Regions from separate parts of the Mus musculus genome. Here regions 2 and 3 are each linked to region 1. The links are chromatin contacts, called in public HiChIP or PLAC-seq and promoter capture Hi-C maps. All regions are on one chromosome and are shown on one strand. Each heading gives the region's core, a stretch centred on a gene start, on an enhancer-like site or on the middle of the called end of the contact. The rest is flanking DNA. Distances are from core to core; before and after follow the strand shown. Region 1 holds the start of Tfpi (tissue factor pathway inhibitor). Region 2 has its middle 72 kb from the start of Ctnnd1. Region 3 has its middle 32 kb from the start of Gm13710.

Evidence for each region. Promoter capture Hi-C pulls out the DNA fragments that hold promoters and counts their contacts. HiChIP or PLAC-seq counts read pairs in DNA pulled down with a chosen protein or histone mark.
Region 2: a contact with region 1 is called in a promoter capture Hi-C map of embryonic stem cells, with 2.3 times the contacts expected there. The contact joins the enhancer-like site here to the promoter of Tfpi in region 1. A contact is called at or near these places in 5 of 39 promoter capture datasets (3T3-L1-derived adipocytes, the HPC-7 cell line, Sertoli cells and 2 more), 1 of 15 datasets of contacts at CTCF or cohesin (the NIH/3T3 cell line), 9 of 484 Hi-C or Micro-C datasets (the AML12 cell line, the C10 cell line, the HL-1 cell line and 6 more), 8 of 115 datasets of contacts at active chromatin or transcription factors (bone marrow-derived macrophages, embryonic stem cells, extraembryonic endoderm stem cells and 2 more) and 4 of 9 other capture datasets (adipose tissue, embryonic stem cells, liver and 1 more).
Region 3: an H3K27ac HiChIP or PLAC-seq map of trophoblast stem cells shows a contact between it and region 1, with 15 read pairs. The contact joins the enhancer-like site here to the promoter of Tfpi in region 1. A contact is called at or near these places in 1 of 15 datasets of contacts at CTCF or cohesin (the NIH/3T3 cell line), 1 of 484 Hi-C or Micro-C datasets (the C2C12 cell line), 7 of 115 datasets of contacts at active chromatin or transcription factors (the NIH/3T3 cell line, bone marrow-derived macrophages, embryonic stem cells and 3 more) and 3 of 9 other capture datasets (adipose tissue, liver and pancreatic islet).

The regions. Positions count from the first base shown.
Region 1 is chr2:84,471,909-84,475,767 of GRCm38.p6, forward strand. It overlaps Tfpi (tissue factor pathway inhibitor), which reads right to left and starts at 2,266. Exons shown (of 9, transcript NM_011576.1): 1 at 2,035-2,266; 2 at 1,791-1,891.
Region 2 is chr2:84,577,246-84,581,104 of GRCm38.p6, forward strand. No RefSeq gene overlaps it. Among named protein-coding and RNA genes, the nearest start is that of Ctnnd1, 72 kb to the right of the region's middle. Within about 2 kb of position 2,191, at least 5 of the 459 cell types and tissues checked have an H3K27ac peak or open chromatin away from gene starts, as enhancers often do. A contact at or near this core is called in embryonic stem cells, where this site is marked.
Region 3 is chr2:84,537,169-84,541,027 of GRCm38.p6, forward strand. No RefSeq gene overlaps it. Among named protein-coding and RNA genes, the nearest start is that of Gm13710, 32 kb to the left of the region's middle. Within about 2 kb of position 2,058, at least 9 of the 459 cell types and tissues checked have an H3K27ac peak or open chromatin away from gene starts, as enhancers often do. A contact at or near this core is called in bone marrow-derived macrophages and trophoblast stem cells, where this site is marked.

The DNA.
Region 1 (3,859 bases), core at 1,016-3,515:
ATCAATTTGTAAAAACATTTTTAGTTAGAGGCCGTTGAAGGTGATGAGACAATTGATAATTGATACTATATAGTGCACAAGGCCTAGCCAAGTCTTCTTTTCTTTAACTGTGTTGCAAGCCAGTGAGATGCGGCAACCAGTAAAGGCACTTGTTACACAAATACTGCAGTCTAAATTAACCCACTGAACTTAGGCAGAGGAGGAAGGGGAGACTAAGTTGACCTGTTTTACTTTTTCAATTTTCCAAGGTAAGGATTCCCTGTGTAGCCTGGCTGCCCTAGAACTCCATAAACCAGACTGGCCTTGAACTCAGAGATCTGGCCACACCCAGTTGATTTTTTTTTTTCTTTTTTGGTTTTCCAAGACAGGATTTCTCTGTATACCTCTGGCTGGCTGTCCTGGAACTCACTCTGTAGACCAGGTCTGACTCGAACTCAGAAATCAGCCTGCCTCTGCCTCCCAAGTGCTGGGATTAAAGGCGTGTGCCACCACTGCCCAGCTGATCATATTTTTAAAGACTCCCCTGCTCAAAAATTAAGTATGGGGAGCAATGAAATAAACCATTTTGGACCCGAAGAATGAATATTAGAACATGAAGCAGTTTTAAAACAAACCAGAAATGAAAGCACACAAACACATGGCTCCTGGCTCTGGTTCATCATCTTCCTGAGAGACTGACCAATCCAATAGTGAATCTTGGCCTTAGTTTGACTTGGTCTTGACTTTAGTTACAGAGGGTGTAATTTTCTGGAGAATTGCTCAATATAAAATTCCCTGATGTCATAATATGTCCATATTTGAAACTGTGGCCATTTTAAGGATTATTTTTTTTTCTTTTAGGTACAAAGTAGTTGACAGAAATGGTTTTATAAAATAAATAAGGCTCCTCTTGGAATAAAGATGCTAAACTCTTTAGATCATGTGGCTCTAACCACTTATTCATAATATAAAAAGTAAAAGTGGACCGGGCGGTGGTGGCCGCACACCTTTAATCCCAGCACTTGGGGAGGCAGAGGCAGGCGGATCTCTGAGTTCGAGGCCAGCCTGGGTCTACAGATCGAGTTCCAGGACAGCCAGGGCTATACAGAGAGAAACCCTGTTTCAAAAAACAAAAGCAAAACACAAACAAAGTAAAAATGGAAATCACTTCATGGGGAAAAAAAAAAAAGAGAATACTCTTAAGTTGCGACAAAATAGCATGGACAAATTGAGATGTTAAAAACGATTAAAAAACTTTTATCGACAGTGTGGTTATTCAATGTGTACTGCTAGAGAAGAGGACATTCATAAGTATCTGAAATATTCTGGCATATTTTATAGTTAAACCAAGACTTAGAAGACTTAGAAACCAATCCGGGGGTGGGAGGGCATATCTGGACCACAACTTCATTTCTTATCGGTGGCTAGTCTCACTGTAGACCAGGCTGACTGAAACTTACAGACCCACCTCACTCTGCCTCAGAGGGCTAGGATTACAGGAGTGCCCCTGCATCTGGCCTTTCTTCTCAGTTTGAGGTTGTGATGAGAGCAAGGGATAACAACTAGTGAGGGTGGGCAGGCACCATAAAAGGGCATTTGTCAGAATGCCCCCGCAGGGCACCAAGAGTGCCAACGCAGAAGTCTGCTTCCTGCTTCTGTGCCATCTCCCGAATGAGCACCTCTGCCCAGAAGCGACGGTGACATCGTGACTGACACTGAGCAATGCACCTGGACACCTTGTAGTTGGGCCAACTGGACTGGCCAGCACACCTCCACCGCACCACCACCACCATCTCCCTTGGGTTTCTTACCTTGATGAGTCAGTAGTCCTTAAATGAGATCTGGAGATGAGGTCCCAAAATTATACCGTCTTCAGAAGAAATCCGGAGACAGGTCCCGAAAGTGATACAGTCTAAAAATAATAGTTTAGAGGGTCTTAATTGGGTTCCGTTTCTCTGGCAGTTAAAGAAATTAAAGGCAGGAAATTTCAGAAGAGCAATAGAGAGAAGTAGGAGTTAAAGGCAAGCATCTACTTAGGGTGGGGAACACACTCACGCGTCAGACACACGGAGAAAAAGATTCTCTGTAAAGGTTGCTCGGGAAGCCGAAAACCCCAGTCTCTTCTCTCGAGTCCTGAGGTTTTAAAGCATTCGAAGAGTCTTCCTCCCCCACTTCAGGGTTGGTCAGTTTGCCGTTGATTGGTCCGAAACTATGAAACTGTGAAACTATGTGTGACATGTCCTCATCAGGTCTTGACCTTGTTGAGCCAGTCCCTCAGTAAGGATTCTCCCCTGGAAGCTTTTGTGTCAAAGTCAATAGGTGAGGAAGCTAGCCATTATCTAGCCACGGCCCTCTCCCTATCTGGTGCCTACCAGGAAGTCTGTCAAACTTTTACCCTAATAGACAACAATACCCAGCTTCTGGTAACAGGAAAGAAGATGGGCGGCCACAGACTTCACCTGGAGCAAAGCACTGCCCCAGGCTCACCCGAGGCCTGGGTCCTGCCCAAACTGTGGACACTGTGGGATCCTATTCTGCCCTACTCTGCCTCTCTAAGGTAGTTTTCCCAAGTTCCACGGGAAAATCTCTTAGACCGTCTGGGTCTGGTGGCTGAGGGCTGATTGCTGCCCACTGTGGTTAACTGAAGACTTAACGCTGCCCTGTGTGTGTGGCTGCAAAACTCGGTTCACCTCTGCTCACAACAGATCACCATACTGACTGTTCAGGTGGCAGTTAAATCTGTCATTCTTAATTGGCCCAGAGGCCATTTGGTCTATACTTCCTGCTCAAATTTACCCTCAGACCTCTGGGGTGATGTTGACTGCGTGTTTTATCAGATTGGGAGCAGCAATCTGATAAATCTTAGCCTCTCACCTCAGGGACACAGCTGCTTAGTCAGACCGTTTCCTAAGGCCTTGCCTTCTCAGGGACACAGCTGCTTAGTCAGACCGTTTCCTAAGGCCTTGCCTTTTCCAGAGCTCAGGTCTCCAGCTGAGACAGGCAAGCTCACAGACACGTTTGCCTCGCTGACAGGCTTCCTGCTGAGAAAGATAAACTCACAAAAACAGATTTCAGTGTGAGAGCAAACTCAAGCCATCGTGTTGTTACTCAAAACTTGCTCTCTGCTGTTCCTTTATTCAAAAGAGCTTACTTTTTTGTGACTTTGTTCACTAATCAAACACCTATGCCTCAAAGTATTAGAGTTTTCCAGATTTTAAAAAAAAAAAAAAAGTTTAAAGTTTATGCAACTTGCCAAGGTCTGAGGAAGGGATTCAAAGTATGTGAAAATGATTTAAGGTGCGTGAAAAATGAGACTTTCAAGATGGTATACGATGTGAAGACTTCAGGGTTCACTCAGTGGAGTTCTGATGAATCTAGCCCTGGTAAAACACTGGCTACTAAACTTTTTAAAAACATCATAGTCACAGGCCCAAAATTGTTAATTTTCTTTAGTTGTTTTCTAAATAAAGGCACTTATCATTGTGAAAAAAACACCTCTGTTCTTTTGTTCTCTTCCCTGACAAGAAATCTCTGTCTTATTACAGATAAATAAATGTTCATGCTCCTATTATGCTAATAACTTTTCAAGCTTTGTTTTGCTAAGGCTCAAAGGTCTATTCCAACTGTTTACAGATTTTTGTTAACTGCTTTGCTACAATGAGTACTTCCTTGCAGAACACAGACAGTGGTCATTCTATCTAAACCTTTAACCTCTTTTTATATGCTTAAAACAGTTCATGCAAACTTCAGGGCTTCCATCTGTCATTGCTCAGAAGATCCCTTGCCACTGGTAAGCCAATGTAATTGTTCTTTGTCTCTCTCTTTAGGTTCACTCAGCAAACCAGACCCTGTCCCCCACCCCCACTCATACCCCCACCCC
Region 2 (3,859 bases), core at 941-3,440, 110 kb after region 1:
TTACCACAGAGAAAGGAGCTTCAGTTGAGGAAATGCCTCCATGAGATCCAGCTGTAAGGCATTTTCTCAATTAGTGATCAAGGGGGAAAGGCCCCTTGTGGGTGGGACCATCTCTGGGCTGGTAGTCTTGGTTCTATAAGAGAGCAGGCTGGGGGCTGGTGAGATGGCTCAGCAGTTAAGAGCACTGACTGCTCTTCTGGAGGTCCTGAGTTCAAATCCCAGCAACCACATGGTGGCTCACAACCACCCATAATGAGATCTGAAGGCAGCTACAGTGTACTTATGTATAATAAATAAATAAAATCTTTAAAAAAAAAAAGAGAGAGAGAGCAGGCTGAGCAAGCCAGGGGAAGCAAGCCAGTAAGGAACATCCCTCCGGGAACATCCCTCCGTGGCCTCTGAATCAGCTCCTTCTTCCTGACCTGCTTGTCCCAGTCCTGACTTCCTTTGGTGATGAACAGCAGTGTGGAAGTGTAAGCTGAATAAACCCTTTCCTTCCCAACTTGCTTCTTGGTCATGATGTTTTGTCCAGGAATAGAAACCCTGACTAAGACAGGGAGTTTCAAGTGAGATAAATGACTAGGGAGGTAAAGTATTTATCCCCCTAAAGGAACTGTGATGCAGCCATTCAAAGTATGTTTCGGAAGGCTGTGTTAGAACATGGAAAGACACATCCGGATTGCAAGTCAAGCACTCAGGAAAGTGAAGAGCCCTGTGGTGGTGTGGCCTTCCCAAGCTCCCCTTACCTGGAAAGTGAAGGCAGGAGGACCAGAGCATAGCAAACTCAAAGTCAGCCTGCCTGTCTCCAAAAGGGAAAAAGAAAAAAGAAAGAAATCACAAAACACAAAAAGTAATAGTTCTATTAAACAGGTAGTACAATAAAAGGATTTTTTTTTCTCAAAAAAATTCCAAAAGTTTAAAAATTAGCATCAAAATTAATTTTGATACTTCTTGTAAAAAAAAAAAAAAGAATAATTAGGACCAACGAGATGACTCAATAGGTAAAGGCAACTGCTATCAAGCCTAATTACCAAAATGCAATGACTTCCAAAAGTCCTCCTCTGATCTACACACATACACCCACTCCCACTCAAAATAGAGAAATAAATATAATACATAATTATAAAAATCCTTCCCATGACCTTTGTAGGCACATTTCTCCCTTTTAAGATCTGCTGAGGATCAAATCCAGGGCCTTGTGAATGTTAGGAAAGCACTCTGCCATTAAGTCATGACCCTACATTTTAATTTTTATGTGTATGTATATGTTCCAGACTACGTGTATGTATGTAGGTATGTATATATACCTATGGAGGTCAGAAGTTATCAGATCCCCTGAAACTAGAGTTACAAATGGTTGTGAGCTAGCTGCCTGTGGGTGCTGGGACTGAACCCATGATGTTTAGACATTGGTTTGCCTTGCCACTCTATGCCGATCTCTGATGGACTTTGCTGATTCACAGATGATGTTGCGGGCATTGGTTCAGCTCACTTTCTTCGCTGATCCCTGTTTGCTGTGACTTTATAGAGAGAAGTGCACCAAAGAACTTCTCGTGATATTCTGGCAGCTCCTTGCTACTTCTTCAGACTCCAGCCTATTGGCAGAGCCTCGGCGACTTCTTCTGGATTGAACTGCCGTTGCCGATTCACGGTGGTTTGAAGTGGATCGAGCTGCGGCTGCTGATTTGTGTGGACTGAACTGCTGATGCCCTGACAACACAGACTGGAATCGCCCTAAAGAACTATTGCTAACCACGCCCACATCCCCCTTTGCCCTATTAGCCTTTCCTTTCTACTACTTCCCGTGGTTGGTGAGCTAGAAGGGAGGTTAAAGAATTTAAGAACCCTCAATAGAGTAGATATGGAGAAATCTTAACCTACACCACTCACACCCTCTCTTGCCCATTACTTTCTCCCTGTCACCCTTCTCCTCACAGATCGCTCATGTTCACGCCTATTTGTTTTATTTGTGACCCACTGAGATTAAACTGTGTGACCATGGGTTTGGAGTTATCTGTTTGAGTCTGGTGGGCTCAACAGAGTGTGCAAAATTTAATACAGTGATTTCTGTCCCAGAATCCATCAGATCAGAAATAAAGGGCAGCGCCCTGTGAGTCCCATCATCCCTTTCCATGACTGACTGCCCTGATCTCAAGGTTCCCACCAATGGTGTCTACTAAAGTGTCCCCAATGACACACGCCCTAACCCTTCTCAAACAGTTCCACCAATTAGAGCTCAGGCATTCAAATGTATGAGCTATTCTCATTCAAAGCACCTCAGGAGGTAATTTGAGACATTTCAGATATCTCCCCAGGGGAACAATATTCTAATGGTGGTATCTGGCCCCTTTTCTCTTGCAAATAGTACCTCCCTGCCTGTGCCTTCCAAGGTCACATTGGTAAGGGAAATAGCCAAGACCATGAAAAATCTATCCTAAACTGGCTCATATCACTTTATCCCATATCTGGCCAAAAGCCAGGCTTGCAGCTTTGACATTACAATAAAAGTGACTAGAAGATATCAGCTTCCCTTTTACCCAGAGAAAAGGGAAAAATGAAATTTAGTTAACACTTAGCTTTGTCTGTCACTGGCCAATCTACCAATTGTCACTGGCCATCTATAAAGAGTAGTAAGAGACCAATGAAGGGACAGAGAGATGGCTCAGTAGGTAAGAGTACTTGCGATACACAAGTTGTAAACTGCCCATGTAGGTGCTGAGAATTGAACCTGGGTCCTCTAGAGAAACAGGCAGTGTTCCTAACCATTGAGAGCTATTTCTCCAGCCCCTGTAGGACATTTTCTTAATCTGTGATTGACGGGGAAGGGCCCAGCCCACTGTGATAGTGCCAGGTGGTCCTGGGTTCGATAAGAAATTAGACTGAAATTAACCATGAAATTAACCATGGAAAACAAGCCAGTAAGCAACACCCCTCCATGGCCACTGCATCAGCTCCTGCCTCCAGGTTCAAGCCTTGTTTGAGTTCTGGTCCTGACTTCTTCTAGGTATGGACTACAATGTAGAAGTGTAAGTCAAATAAACCCTTTCCTCCCTAACTTGTTTTTGGTCATAGTGCTTCATCATTTCAAAAGTAACCCAAACTAGGAGAGTAAAAGACCCCATCTCAAAGGAATAAGGCAGAGAGCATTTAGTAAAGCAGGATACCCAACATCCTCCCCAGACTTCTGCATTCACACACACACACACACACACACACACACACACACACACACACACACACACGGTGGGGCAGGATGGAAAGAGAGAGAGCACCAGTGGAGTAAGTCGGGGGCGGGGGGGGGGGGGAAGTACTAAAAGCCAGACAGTGGAATGCATCCTTTAGTCCCAGCACTTAGGCGGCTGAGGCAAAGAATCAAAAATTTGAGACCAACCTGGGCAACATAATAAGACCCTGTCTCAAACAAACAAAATACACAATGATTCTTGGGGGAAATTTTTCTAAAGTAAAATACCTGGTATTTTACCTTTACACTTAAATGTTTGTTTGTTTTGGTAAAGTAAAAAAGAAGAAAGAAGGGAAGAAAATTCAATCGAGAGAGCTGAAAGATACAGAGACATGAAGAGAGACAGAAAGACAGAGAATAAGCTGAAGACGGATGAAACTCAGTGACGGGGTGTTCCCCTAGCATGTACGAGACCCACACCACACACACACACACACACACACACACACTAGGCTTCAAACACAGTACAAAGGTTTAATTTGATTTTATATTTGAATGCAACATAATATATTTTGTATATGTGGATATTTATGCTCCTACAACACTTTAAATATCGACATTTATTTTCTGGTATAACCTTACAACTAAAAATATTTGTTTCTTCGGTTTACTTGA
Region 3 (3,859 bases), core at 808-3,307, 65 kb after region 1:
AACTGGAGGAGTAGAGGATGGGAAACTGTGATCAGGATATATTATGTGAGAAAAAAATCTAATTTTAATAAAAGGAAAAATAAACACACATACACAAAGGCAGACACAGAGAGAGGGAGGAGAGGGAGAGGGGGGGTGGGGAGGGGGAGGGAGAGGGAGAAGGGAGAGGGAGAAGGGAGAGGGAGAGGGGGAGGGGGAGGGAGAGGGAGAAGGGAGAGGGAGAAGGGAGAGGGAGAGGGAGAGGGAGAGGGGGAAGGAGAGGGAGAATGCAAAATGTCTTCCAGTAACTCTGTCAACTAATAACTTCAAAAAGCCACACTGCTCAAAGAAAGGTAAGCTCATTTAGCCTGCAGTGGCTAAAAGGCCTTCAGCTGAGGTGATGAGGTGGCTTAGCAGGATAAAGTTGTCCTCTGACTTCCACAAGTGAACTGAGACAGGAGTGTGTGTGCACTCTCACACACCATAACAATAGTAACACTGGTAATAACCGTAGCAGGTAATAGTAATAATAAAGCTTTGTTTTAAAACTTCTTTAAGACTACTACCTTAATAGACTTTTTCTAGAATATCTAAGGGTGGCGTTCAATGACAAACATTCCCAGGATTTAGAGGACTAGACTCAGGGGTTTATGTAGATTCTTTTCAAGGCAGAAAACAAGTCAGGATTAAATGAAGTCTGTGACTTATCACTGGCACAGGAAGGGATGGGGCAGGAGGCTGGTCTTGGCAAGTGAGCTATTTGTTGAGAAGAGACTACAGTGTCCTCGGGTAAGTAACTTGCATGGATCCATGAAGCCACCATGAATCTGCTTCTTGGTTTACAACCCTCTCCCTTGGCTTGGTTTCCCTGGAACAATTAGTGAAAGCAGGTTAAGTCCCCGTGGTTAAGCCATGGGGATATGGATGGTCTCAGTCCTAACATTCAGCTTATTATTATTCTTTAAACCAACTTGAAAACTCTATACTGTTCCCATGGAAACAGAGCTTTACTTCCTCCCACCGATGACACCACACTTGGGCTATCAAAATGAACTTTTTTTTTCTTCCTTCCAACGCTCTTAAGGAGACAGCTGGGAAATCATCTCCGCTGGAGAAGAGAAGAACTCTTCAGACTATGCAGAGACTCTGTGCACATCCTAGATGGTGAATATGTCATCAACAATCCCCCAAGGGGATTCAGAACATCAAGTAAAACCTGGAATAGCAGATCAATGCTATGGCCACATGGGTAATTTTAGGATATTTTTTAATTGAGAAAGACCAATTCTCCGGCCCTACATTTCCCTAGCTATATGTAACTCTCAGCAAGCAGCCTCCCTTCTTTGGGCAATTTTTGAGCTAGATATTCCCCAAGAACCTTTGACTGAAGTCTTTCGGGATTAGTTTTAGTGTTATTTATTTGTTCTTTGAGAATTTCATATGCATGCACACATATTTTGATCATATCGACTCCCTCTGCCCCCAACTCTTCTGGCCCCAGGAGCAACACATCCCCTCCCAACTCTACATTTTAAATTGTTTTTAAATAGCTTACTGAGTCCAGATAGTGCTGCCTGGATTATTTGACATGGTACCATTAATATGTTTTAGTTTTTTTTTTTTTTTTTTTTTTTTTGGTTTTTCTCGAGATAGTGTTTCTCTGTGTAACCCTGGCCATCCTGGAACTCACTCTGTAGACCAAGCTGGCCTCGAACTCAGAAACTTACCTGCCTCTGTCTCTCAAATGCTGGGATTAAAGGCGTGGTGGCACACGCCTGGCACATATCTTCTTTTAATAATAATAAAGTATAACAATGATAAAAGATATCCATTTGGGTGATTACCAGAACTACGCCTCAATACAGATAGATGGGTTAACCCCCTTTGCTTGCTTGCTAAGAAGTAAGTTCATTTGGCAGAATTTCAAAGGTAGGAAGAATTTAACCCAAGACTTCCTTCCATTGCAGCCTATTACCTGTCAATCAGGTTTACAACAAAGGGCCCACATAGACTCTTCCTATAACTAGAACCATTCTGAACCTCAGATGACACACTGAAGAGACATAGTTCCTGGATGATGCATTAGGTAACCTGTGGTGGTTGGAATGCAGTGGGGAAGGAGGCTGTAGCCCAGTTTCCTCTCTGTGATTAGATTACCTGGGGCTTTCCCGAAACCCACCCCTAGTCTAGGCACCAACCCCCACCTCCAGGGAACCTGAGTAATGCAGTCCCCCTTCTAGTGAAACTCCCTCCAGGATGAGTAGCATCCAGACTGAGGTTCTTCTACACAAACAAGTCACAAGTATTTTGTTTCGGATGGTGATTTTCCTAAGGTCATGAAAACCCAAAGTAGCAATTAGCCAGGCACCCCAAGGAGGGAACAATTCTTTCCTGCCTGCCTCGGGAGAGCGGGCTGCCAACCACTTCCTTAGTGCTTCAAGCACAAGTCTCATTTCTCTGTGAGTTATTCATAATACCTTATTGTCGGCCAGTAAAGACGGATTAAGTAAATGATAGCATACATGTGTGCACTTGTGCACCACACACACACACACACACACACATGCAAACCACCATTACCACCATATGAAGTCACTAAATATAATATAGACAAATCGTTTTGAGAAAATGTGAATGTCAGAATCTCTTGTATGGTACAACTGTAGAAATTTACAGTCATGATCATATTAAGTGATTTATGTAAAAAAGAACACTAACTTATCAACTCCCATCTTTGTGGTAGGAATTTCAGGTAGTAGTATACTTTCTTGGTGTAGGGTTTTTTTTGTGGGGGGTGCCCTGCCCTATTTTGCTTAATTCCAGCTAGCACCCCACATCCATATATCCAAGTGACCAAGAATCTAAAATGTTAAGGGAAAACATCGTACCTGTTTGGTGTCCTTATTCCCTAAGCAATACACCCTGACAACTTTGTTTGTTTGTTTGTTTGTTTGTTTGTTTGTTCACTTGTTTGTTTTTCAAGGCTGGGTTTCTCTCTTTAGCCCTGGCTGTCCTGGAACTCTTTCCATAGACCAGTCAGGCCTTAAACTCACAGAGATCCACTTCCTCTGCCTTCCAAGTGCTGGGATTAAAGGCATGTGCCACCATGCTCATCTATGACAACTATTTCTGCAATAATTACACACAGTATTAAGTCTTATAAATAATCTGGAGGTGACCTAAAGCATATTGGAGGATAAGCAAAAGTTATTTTATATATTATATATTAATTATTATATTAAATTATATATATATATATATATATATATATATATGCACACACACACATAATCCCCAAGCTCCTTTCCCAGAGATATTCTAGGCTCAAAGGAATACATTTGGGGAAGTGGAACCTACATCTCAAAAGACCCAAGCGTTGATTACTGATGTGGCTAGCTAGTGTTTGCAGTCATCTCCCTATGCGAGACATGGAGATTATGGTGCTATGTGTCCCTAACCACCCCTTGGCCTGGGGTCCTTTGAACTCATTAAACTGGAAATAGAAGGCTTCAGAGACTGGGCACTGGGGATGGAGAAGCTCTTCCCTGCCCCTTGATAGAAGCTGCCTGTTCCCTCAGTGCTTCCAGGTACCAAGGTCTCTCTGCCCTCCCTTGGAGGCAGTTTAAGAACACGGGGTCTTCTTCCTGGAGAAGGAATCACAAATGTTCACTACTATATTTCCAAACTCTGGGGAGGTCTGAATGAAAACTCCTAGGTGCATCCTAAGGTAGGAATTTTGCCAGGAAGAAAGACTCACAAACTTTGTCACAAATGACTGAGTAAGACGAGATAATCTGGTCACAGGGAATCAATGAAAAAGGAAGAGACACACTATGCATAGCCCTCCACCTATACCGTCCACAGGAGATGCCCTCTGACA